Linked DNA regions of Zea mays: regions 1 and 2 are each linked to region 3. The links are chromatin contacts, called in public Hi-C maps. All regions are on one chromosome and are shown on one strand. Each heading gives the region's core, a stretch centred on a gene start, on an enhancer-like site or on the middle of the called end of the contact. The rest is flanking DNA. Distances are from core to core; before and after follow the strand shown. Region 1 has its middle 65 kb from the start of LOC109942279. Region 2 has its middle 88 kb from the start of LOC100275199. Region 3 overlaps LOC100277914.

Region 1 (2,700 bases), core at 171-2,670, 330 kb before region 3:
CAAGCTCAGATAAGACTAGCCGTAGACCGGTCTCAATTGAAAGTTTTAGATAGCGTTCGGTTCCGAAGTCGGTTGGATTGGAACGACTCTATCCTTAGAGTAGCTCCGTGCGAGAGATTTTAGTAAGCTAAATAGTTTAACATTTGAGTATAATTTTCTATTTTTAGAATCACTCCGTTTTATATCACACTAATCACTGTACTCCGAAACCAAACGCGGAGAAGAGAAAAGAAATACTAGCTTCAATTTTAAGACAAGAAAAGAAATAAAAATAACTCCTTGATACGGTGCGCGGAGAAGAGATGCCGACGAAGGCGAGCAGAGCCTGACACAAACTGAAATATTTTCATACTCAAAACACTCATGACCAATCAAGATAAAGAAAGCTCCATCCTTAACAAAAATATCTGGCACACACATGTTGCATCATTCGGCAACCCTCTTGCCAACTTTCATTATCATTTTTGACAATTCTGCAACTAAACAATCTAACTAATCCAGATGCATGAAGTGATAAACCCTTCATTCGATCGCAGAAGCAAAACTAGAGCTAGGATTCAAACGATGAACATAAACCAAACAAGACACTACGAAACCCGACGATGCAATGCGAGCGTATCGATCCTATCTACAATGCAAGCTGATCGATTCATCTGCACCATCGACTCGCGTGGGTAAACTCACGTCGTCGTCGTCGCCGTCGCAGCCGCCGCGTGTCAGCACCTGGTGCCGCGGCGCGGCGTGCCGTGGGCCGCCAGTGGCGACGGTGACGCTGGCGGCGCGTTGCTGCCCTTGATGAATTCGAGGCACTCGGCGACGGCGCGTGCGTAGAAGGAGTTGGACCGCATGCACGGCGGCCGCCGCGGTGGCTTACTGCTGCTGCTCCCGCCGTCCCCGGCGGCCTGTCGTCCGGTCTTCCCTCCGGCGAGGGAGCGTTTCTGACCGGCCACAAGAAACCTCCTGCTGCCGGTGGCAGCGGCAGGGGGCGAGCTCGCCTTCACAGCACCGGCTGCCGCTGCCATCCGGCCCTTCGTGAGTAGCCGTAGGTTGCGCACGCAACGGCCCAGGAGCCCCAGCAGCGTCCACAGCTTGGCACGGAGCCTGCGCACGGTGATGCGCGTCGGGCTGAGCCGGACTCCCCTCGCCGTCCGTCGCCACCGCCGCAGGCCCAGCCTCGTGTAGGATGAGTACTTCAGATCACTCATGATTAGTAAGTTCCTCTCTCTGATCTCTCTTTTTCTTAATTGATGATAATTGCCCTGGCACTGGTTGTACGTACCTTAGCTAGCTAAAACCACCTGTCACAATCTAACTCTCTGATATGATTATATATAGCACCGGCCTGTGCATGTGACTGTGAGCTCAGTTGTGTAAGGTGCGTGGGCGTCGAGTCAAGTGGCTGCATTTATAGGGGAGCAAGAGGTGGAAGAAGAAGATGGCAGGAAGGTTGGTGCCTCTTTGACGGTCGAGAGCACTACTGGAGTGTGATGGCAGATTCGGGGACACGGCGGGATTGATTAATTGGCTTAATGGAGCGTGTGATCATCACCGAGTATGGACAAAAAAGCGAAAAAGCATCACTTGTTGGTCAGTGCGTGTGTGCGTGCTAATGATCGTGCAAGTTTAATCTTTTTTAATGTTTTTGAAGTTGATCATGCAAAATGTGAAAGGGGCGCGCCATCGGTTCACGCGTAATTGTGTCTGCACTCTGCAGTCTGCACCTTACCGTGTGTAAAATATGGCTGCTCTCGCCTAGCTACTGGTGTTCCTGCGGAGCAGAGATTCCACATGCTCGCTAGGAGTCTCTCTCTATCATAAGAGTATCCTATAGATGTCCAAACGGGCCACCCGGCACGGACCCGGCCCGAACCCGTTTCGGCCCGGTACGAATAGGGCCGGGCCAGGCACGGCCCGTTGATGCTTCGGGCCGGGTCGGGCTGGCCCACGTGCCTAGAGACATGCCCAAACCCGGCACGCACAGGAAAAAATCGTGCCGGGCCGGCCCGTTGGCCCGGTGGGCCTCAACGGACCGGGCCGGGCACTGGCCCGAACCAACAGTAGAACGGTATATAAATACATATATTTAACATAATTAATCATATATAATAACATATTATTTATATATATTAAGACAACAAAATATTTATGTATGCATTTTATATTTATGTATGCATTTTATATATGTTTGGCCGCGTATTTAGTATTTACATACTATGAGAGAATTAAATGTATTTACATATTTAGTATTTACATACATATGTGGGCCGCCGTCGTGCCGACCCATTTATCGTGCCGGGCCGGGCCAAAGCACGCGGGCCGCCGTATGTGCCCATACCCGGCCCGCTAAACGGGCCGTGCCGGCCCGGGCCCGTAACCGACCGTGCCGGGCCGTGTTTGGACCGGGCTAAATTCGTGCCGTGCCACGGGCCAAACGGGCGGCCCGCACTGTTTGGACATCTATAGAGTATCCTAAGAATAGACCTCTAGTATACCGCGGAACAAGTTTACGTTTGCAGTAGGCGAGAGGTTCAACAGTACAAAGCTGTAACGACCGAAATTGTTATGATACTGTTTTGGAGACGCCAATCACTCAAAAGAACCAGCGGCGGTGCTCTCTGGTCAGGCGCAGACGGTCCGCGGCACAGAGTCGGACGGTTCGCGACCTGGCGCGAGGCGGCGGTGCTCTCTGTTCAGACGCGG
Region 2 (2,700 bases), core at 63-2,562, 290 kb before region 3:
TCGAGCAAGTCGAAGGTGTCAATGTAATATGAATTCTATTAATATTCATACATGTTTTATAGAATACAAATACAAATGAATTAATGAGATATACTTACTGCCTTGGTTTCTTTACATTCTTATTTTACATATTGAATGGTGAAGGCATGTCTTCCATGGCCTTCGTCTGATGATCATTATGTCCATGGGGAGATAATGCTTCGGAAGACGAAGGTCCCTAATAATTAACAATTGTGTTGCCTTGTTCTTATTTCACAACATTCGAGAACAAGTAACCAACAATATTAAAACTCTAAACCTAGAAACTCTTTTCTCACCTAATTCACGTAAACCTAAATTGGTGCCTTATACTAACTCGGCCATGAACAACCACCATACATACATAGTGGGTTGTATAACCAATCTAGCCCAACCCAAAAGCAAAACAACTAAACCTGATTGTACCTATTCTTGATTTACCTTAAGAGACCTACTAAGTTGTTTGGGTTACCTACTAATCTGTCTTAACTACATGTCCCTAACTCGGATGATATCACCAAGGCACCAAGACCCGAGGAGAGAAGACCAACCTCGTCAGTGAAGGATAAGAGTCAGACAAGATCTTCAGACAAGTCAGGATCCACCATCTAGAATGGACGCCTTCTTTGTTATTACCTTTTCTCTTACCCCAACCTTGTCTACTTCTACCTAGACATAAGGTACCCTTGCTTTTCTAGCCACTTGTTAATCAGTATTAAAGACATAAAAAAACTTTGGCATACAAAAAAATAGAAACTAAAAGCTAAAAAAAGACACAAACCAAACTTACTACATCACTTTCTCTACTAATCTCGAGGACGAGATTATTTTTAAGGTGGTAGAATTTGTAACACCACAAAATTCTAATTTTGAGTTTAGGAAATATTTTTATTAAAGTTTTAAAGTTTAAATATTTTTCTAAGGGATACATATAATTTTTTTGGATGTGTATTTAAAACTATTTTCTTTGATGAATAAAGGGGTGAAACTATTTTATGTTAATTACTCCTTTCATGAATTATATATTTAGAAGTATTTATATAAATGAGTCAAAATTTAATAAATTAAATAAAACTTGCATTCATGTTGTGATCTTTGATTGTGCATTTAAAAATCCTGTTTATTCAAACTTGATTTGAAACAAGATTGTTGAATTTATAAAATAGAGAACAGAAATAGAAAAAAGAAAAGGGGAATAACCAGTGTGGGCCGAATTCCCTCATCCCGGCCCACCTCTCTTCTTGCAACCGCACAGCCCATCGCGCCTTCTCATCTATTACACTAATGAGTGGGACCCTCTGGTCGGTAGCTCCTCGTCCGCACCAGGTATCTTGCTGGCGGCTACTATATCTGCCGTGTGGGGCCGTTACGATAGTCTAACGGCCACGCCTGCCTCACCAGATGGGAGATGGCCACTGCTGCGTAGGCCCAGATCATGAGGAGCATCCTTTCTGTCGTGATCTTCACAAATCGGACTCCGCTCGCTCACTGCGCCGCTCGAATCAGCCTCAACCAATTTTCGTTGGTAGGGAGTTCGTCGTATCCTCCAAGGATTCTGGATCCTTGGGTTATATATGCAGGCCTCACTCCGCCGTCATCTATCGCATGTCGAGAGCCACCGAGAGCCCTTCGCCTCTCTATCACCGGTCGCAGAGGGAAAAGAGCACCAGCGGCCGGGTCCATGCAGCCCCGTTGCCGCGACCGTGAGAGAGCACGGGAGAGCTCGCCAACATCTACAACAGTGCACCGTGGTTCAAACCTTTGGGGAGGTAGCTGCGTAATCGGGCTTTTCATCGGAGAAGACCGCCACCGCGGAACCTCATCCACAGCGCCTGCTAGAGGCCGGGAGCAGGCCGCGGAGATTCATCCTTGGACGCTTAGGAGTCCAAAAATCAACTAAAATCTCATTCTTATTTAAAATTAAATAAGAAGATTGATTTTAGCCTCTCCAATTTTCTTCGGTTTTATGGTTCCCAAACTAGTCTTTGGTGAAAGTGGTTCAGCGTACGTAGGTGGCTGTGGTTCGCGAGTAATTCATCATCAGCGTTCTGAACCCAACGCAAACCCACCCACATCGTGGATAGGGGACAACGTCCTACTCCATTGTCGGTAAGTAGCTTCATCACGTTCACAAACTTGTACTACATGTGTAGAACGTTTCGGGGTGAAGGTTGAGGCGCCAGAGCCCAGTGGCGGATTCAGGATTGATCCAAGAGAGGGGCTACTAAACTAAGGCTATAAAAAAAATTAAACCAAACAAAAAAATATAATTGATGTTTAATATGACACAAGAAGTAAGATATAATTTAAACATTCAAGGAATATGTAGCCTAAAAATAAGTCGATACGAATTCTAGAAATACAATAATCAATACATATCATTCATGATTTGATGCAGGGAAATACTCATGTCTCCAATGCTCACCTCCATCTTAGAGGCCCGTTGCTCTGATCCCGACCGTCCTGCGCTGCGCCCTTCAGCTGATTCCTAAACAACAGAAACAATACACATCAATCACAAGTGCCCTTCAGCTGATTCCTAACAGCATAAACAATACGCATCAATCACAAAACCGAACTGCGGCATCGACTGCAAAATCACATTAAAAACATGTGAAATCTTTTCAGTTGAAGACCGAAATTCGATTCAGCAGAATTGAGCCAGGAAATCTTAGTGGTGAG
Region 3 (2,700 bases), core at 133-2,632:
TCACATCCTAGAAATATGCTTATTTATGTAATTTACAGTAACTCACAAAGTTAAACTTATTTATTGTAACCTGTAAAATTAAACTAATTTGTAGGTTGACTAACAACCCGCCTCATCCTGCACTGTACCAGCCTCTAGTGCTCATCAACTCTTTGACAAGCCACGTTCCAATCTACTTGGTAGATTGTTATAGTGATTGGGAAAAACACATGGAGAACACTAAGATGGCTGCATGAGCATGCGCGGTTCGTGGGGAGTAGGTGAGGACGCTACGCTAGCACCTCGCCGGTCATCAAGCTACCAGGGCTCGCATGCCTCCCCGACCGCCACGATACACATCTTCGTCGCTAGGCTCATGGGCCTACCTGCTGCCAACATGGTGGTCGTCGCGCCCATGGACTCATGGGCAAGACGGTGAACTATGAGAGAGAATATTTGGAAGAAAAAAGTTAGGAGAACGAAGGAGAGAACAAGAAATTCGACCCGATTATTTTTTGAGGGTCTAATAGAGATAAAAACTAAAGGAAATGGATGGAAAAACCTACATCGAGCAACAACATAAAACAAATAGATACAGAGAAAACATTTTGTTGTTGTTTGCTTGTCAGTGGTGTACATATACTATGGTCATTGTTCTTTGAGCCATTAAACCACTTGACATTGAGAAGAGTGAATGGCTAGAATGACATTTTGTGCTATAATTTATCACGATGTGAAACTTTAGCTAATACACTATTGTATATTAAGACGATTTTGGTTTCTTAAATACAGGATAAATACATGTAACCCAGCTAAAAACAGGATAAACTTTAGCTAATACACTAATACATATTAAGACAATTTTGATAAACTTTAGCTAATACACCAATGCATATTAAGACAATTTTGGTTTCTTAAATACGGGATAAATATAGGTAACCCAGCTAAAAATGGATCCACAAAAACGAGTGAGGTAGACACTCACGTTTCTGCCTCGTTTCCGAAATTCTTTTTCGCAACTACAAAAACAGTTTCATCAAATGTGAAAAACGATTAAGTCAGAATAAAATTTTACCCTTCCATTTCCAAGCCTAGGGTGATACACTTGTTTTCTAGGGTTCTAAGGCTATCCGCAGCGGTTTCCTTTAAATTTTTTTCTCTATATAATTTTTTTATGTCACATTATCAACATTTCATCCCCTATTTTTTCATCTCCAGCAGCGGTTCCCCCTATTTTATCCCCATATACCACACTACAACCATAAAATATCATTTTCTATACCTACTTTTCATCTCATATCAATTTTTCATTTACTAACAATTAATCGCGGACCCATAACACAGCAGAAGGGAGAGGAAACGAGCGCACGCTGCATCCAGCGAAGGAGAGGGGGGCAGTGGTGCGGCGTCTAGCGGCTGCCTATTGCGAGGGGGGGGGGGGCAGCCGCGGGAAGCGTCGCGGGTAGCCTAACTAGACTTGATCAAAAGGAATCTATCTTTATAAAAAAAACTTACAATTTACAAGAGGGAGAGCGAGTATAAGTATACATAGTTTTGTCGAATCAGTTTTAGGGTTTAGGGTTTTAGTATGTTTGTCTACTTGAACAGTGAACAAGACCAGCTACCGTATCTTAATTTCTTGAAGACAAGACTATAGCAAAAAATTGGAAGGGGCAAACATCCTTCCAAGCTGCACTGTTTCACTTAACTATACACCAATGTACCAAGATCCAGTTTAGACTTGATGAGAACAGCTAAAACACCAAGGCATGAAAATATCTACATTGATTGCGGAAAAAGTATGGGGAAAAGGTTTCCAGGTGCCAGTGTTCCCTCAGAATGTGGACAAGATGTCAAGATGTACTAAAGGAAAATAAACCATCGCAAGGAACATTAAGGCACAACCATTCCATTCTATTGAGAATTATTCAGATGGTAGATGCTCTGGAGCCAATGAGCTCCAAAAACTTTGAACAAAACTTTACCAATGCAAAGCACAGTTAGTTTGGAGGGATCAATCTTCTGGGATTCGCCATCTTCTCAAAGCCTTCTCAAGTGTCTCAGCTCGTTCATGGACATGTGCTGCTTCATCTTCCACCCAAGTTCTGAAATAAGATGGTATATGTGTAAGATCAGTACCAAACATCTTTTTTTCCTTTTCAATTTAGCCCAAGAGTACCCATACAACAAATTAGGCCTAGTTTAGGTACTCTAGTAATGAGTGGGATTGGAGTGGATTGAGATGTATTAAGAGAGTATTTGATCTATTGGGGATTTACACCCTCTCCAATCCCTCCAAAACACTCTAATATCAAAGTATTCAAACTAGGCCTTAAGGGGTTGTTTGGAAACAAGAGTAATGGAGTGGATTGAGGGGGCCAAAATTCCTTACTATTCAGGGGGTGTTTGATTTCTAGGGACTAATTTTTAGTCCCTCTATTTTATTTTATTTTAGTCCTTAAATTGCTAAATAAATAAACTAAACTAGAGTTTTAGTTTAGGGACTAAATGGAATAAAATGGAGAGATTAAAAATTAGTCCCTAGAAACCAAACACCGCCTCAATTTTGAATAGTAAGGGATTTTAGCCCCTCAATCCACTCCATTACCCTTGCTCCCAAACAAGCCCTAAATGTGAACTTATAAATACCCCAAAGTACCAAGTCTAGATAGATAAATGTTGTACAGTTGGTATCCAGCACCGACAACACATTTTACATTT

Evidence for each region. Hi-C and Micro-C count contacts between places; a contact is called where the count stands out from the background.
Region 1: a Hi-C map of tassel shows a contact between it and region 3, with 3 times the contacts expected there. The contact joins two enhancer-like sites. A contact is called at or near these places in 2 of 25 Hi-C or Micro-C datasets (ear and tassel).
Region 2: a contact with region 3 is called in a Hi-C map of ear, with 4 times the contacts expected there. The contact joins two enhancer-like sites. A contact is called at or near these places in 2 of 25 Hi-C or Micro-C datasets (ear and leaf).

Annotation. Positions count from the first base shown.
Region 1 is chr9:49,467,006-49,469,705 of Zm-B73-REFERENCE-NAM-5.0, forward strand. No RefSeq gene overlaps it. Among protein-coding and RNA genes, the nearest start is that of LOC109942279, 65 kb to the left of the region's middle. Within about 2 kb of position 1,421, at least 6 of the 20 cell types and tissues checked have an H3K27ac peak or open chromatin away from gene starts, as enhancers often do. A contact at or near this core is called in tassel, where this site is marked.
Region 2 is chr9:49,512,344-49,515,043 of Zm-B73-REFERENCE-NAM-5.0, forward strand. No RefSeq gene overlaps it. Among protein-coding and RNA genes, the nearest start is that of LOC100275199, 88 kb to the right of the region's middle. Within about 2 kb of position 1,313, at least 18 of the 20 cell types and tissues checked have an H3K27ac peak or open chromatin away from gene starts, as enhancers often do. A contact at or near this core is called in ear, where this site is marked.
Region 3 is chr9:49,798,224-49,800,923 of Zm-B73-REFERENCE-NAM-5.0, forward strand. LOC100277914 reads right to left here. Exons shown (of 10, transcript NM_001279425.1): 10 at 1,731-2,084. The coding sequence ends at 1,994. Among protein-coding and RNA genes, the nearest start is that of LOC100277914, 27 kb to the right of the region's middle. Within about 2 kb of position 1,383, at least 6 of the 20 cell types and tissues checked have an H3K27ac peak or open chromatin away from gene starts, as enhancers often do. A contact at or near this core is called in ear and tassel, where this site is marked.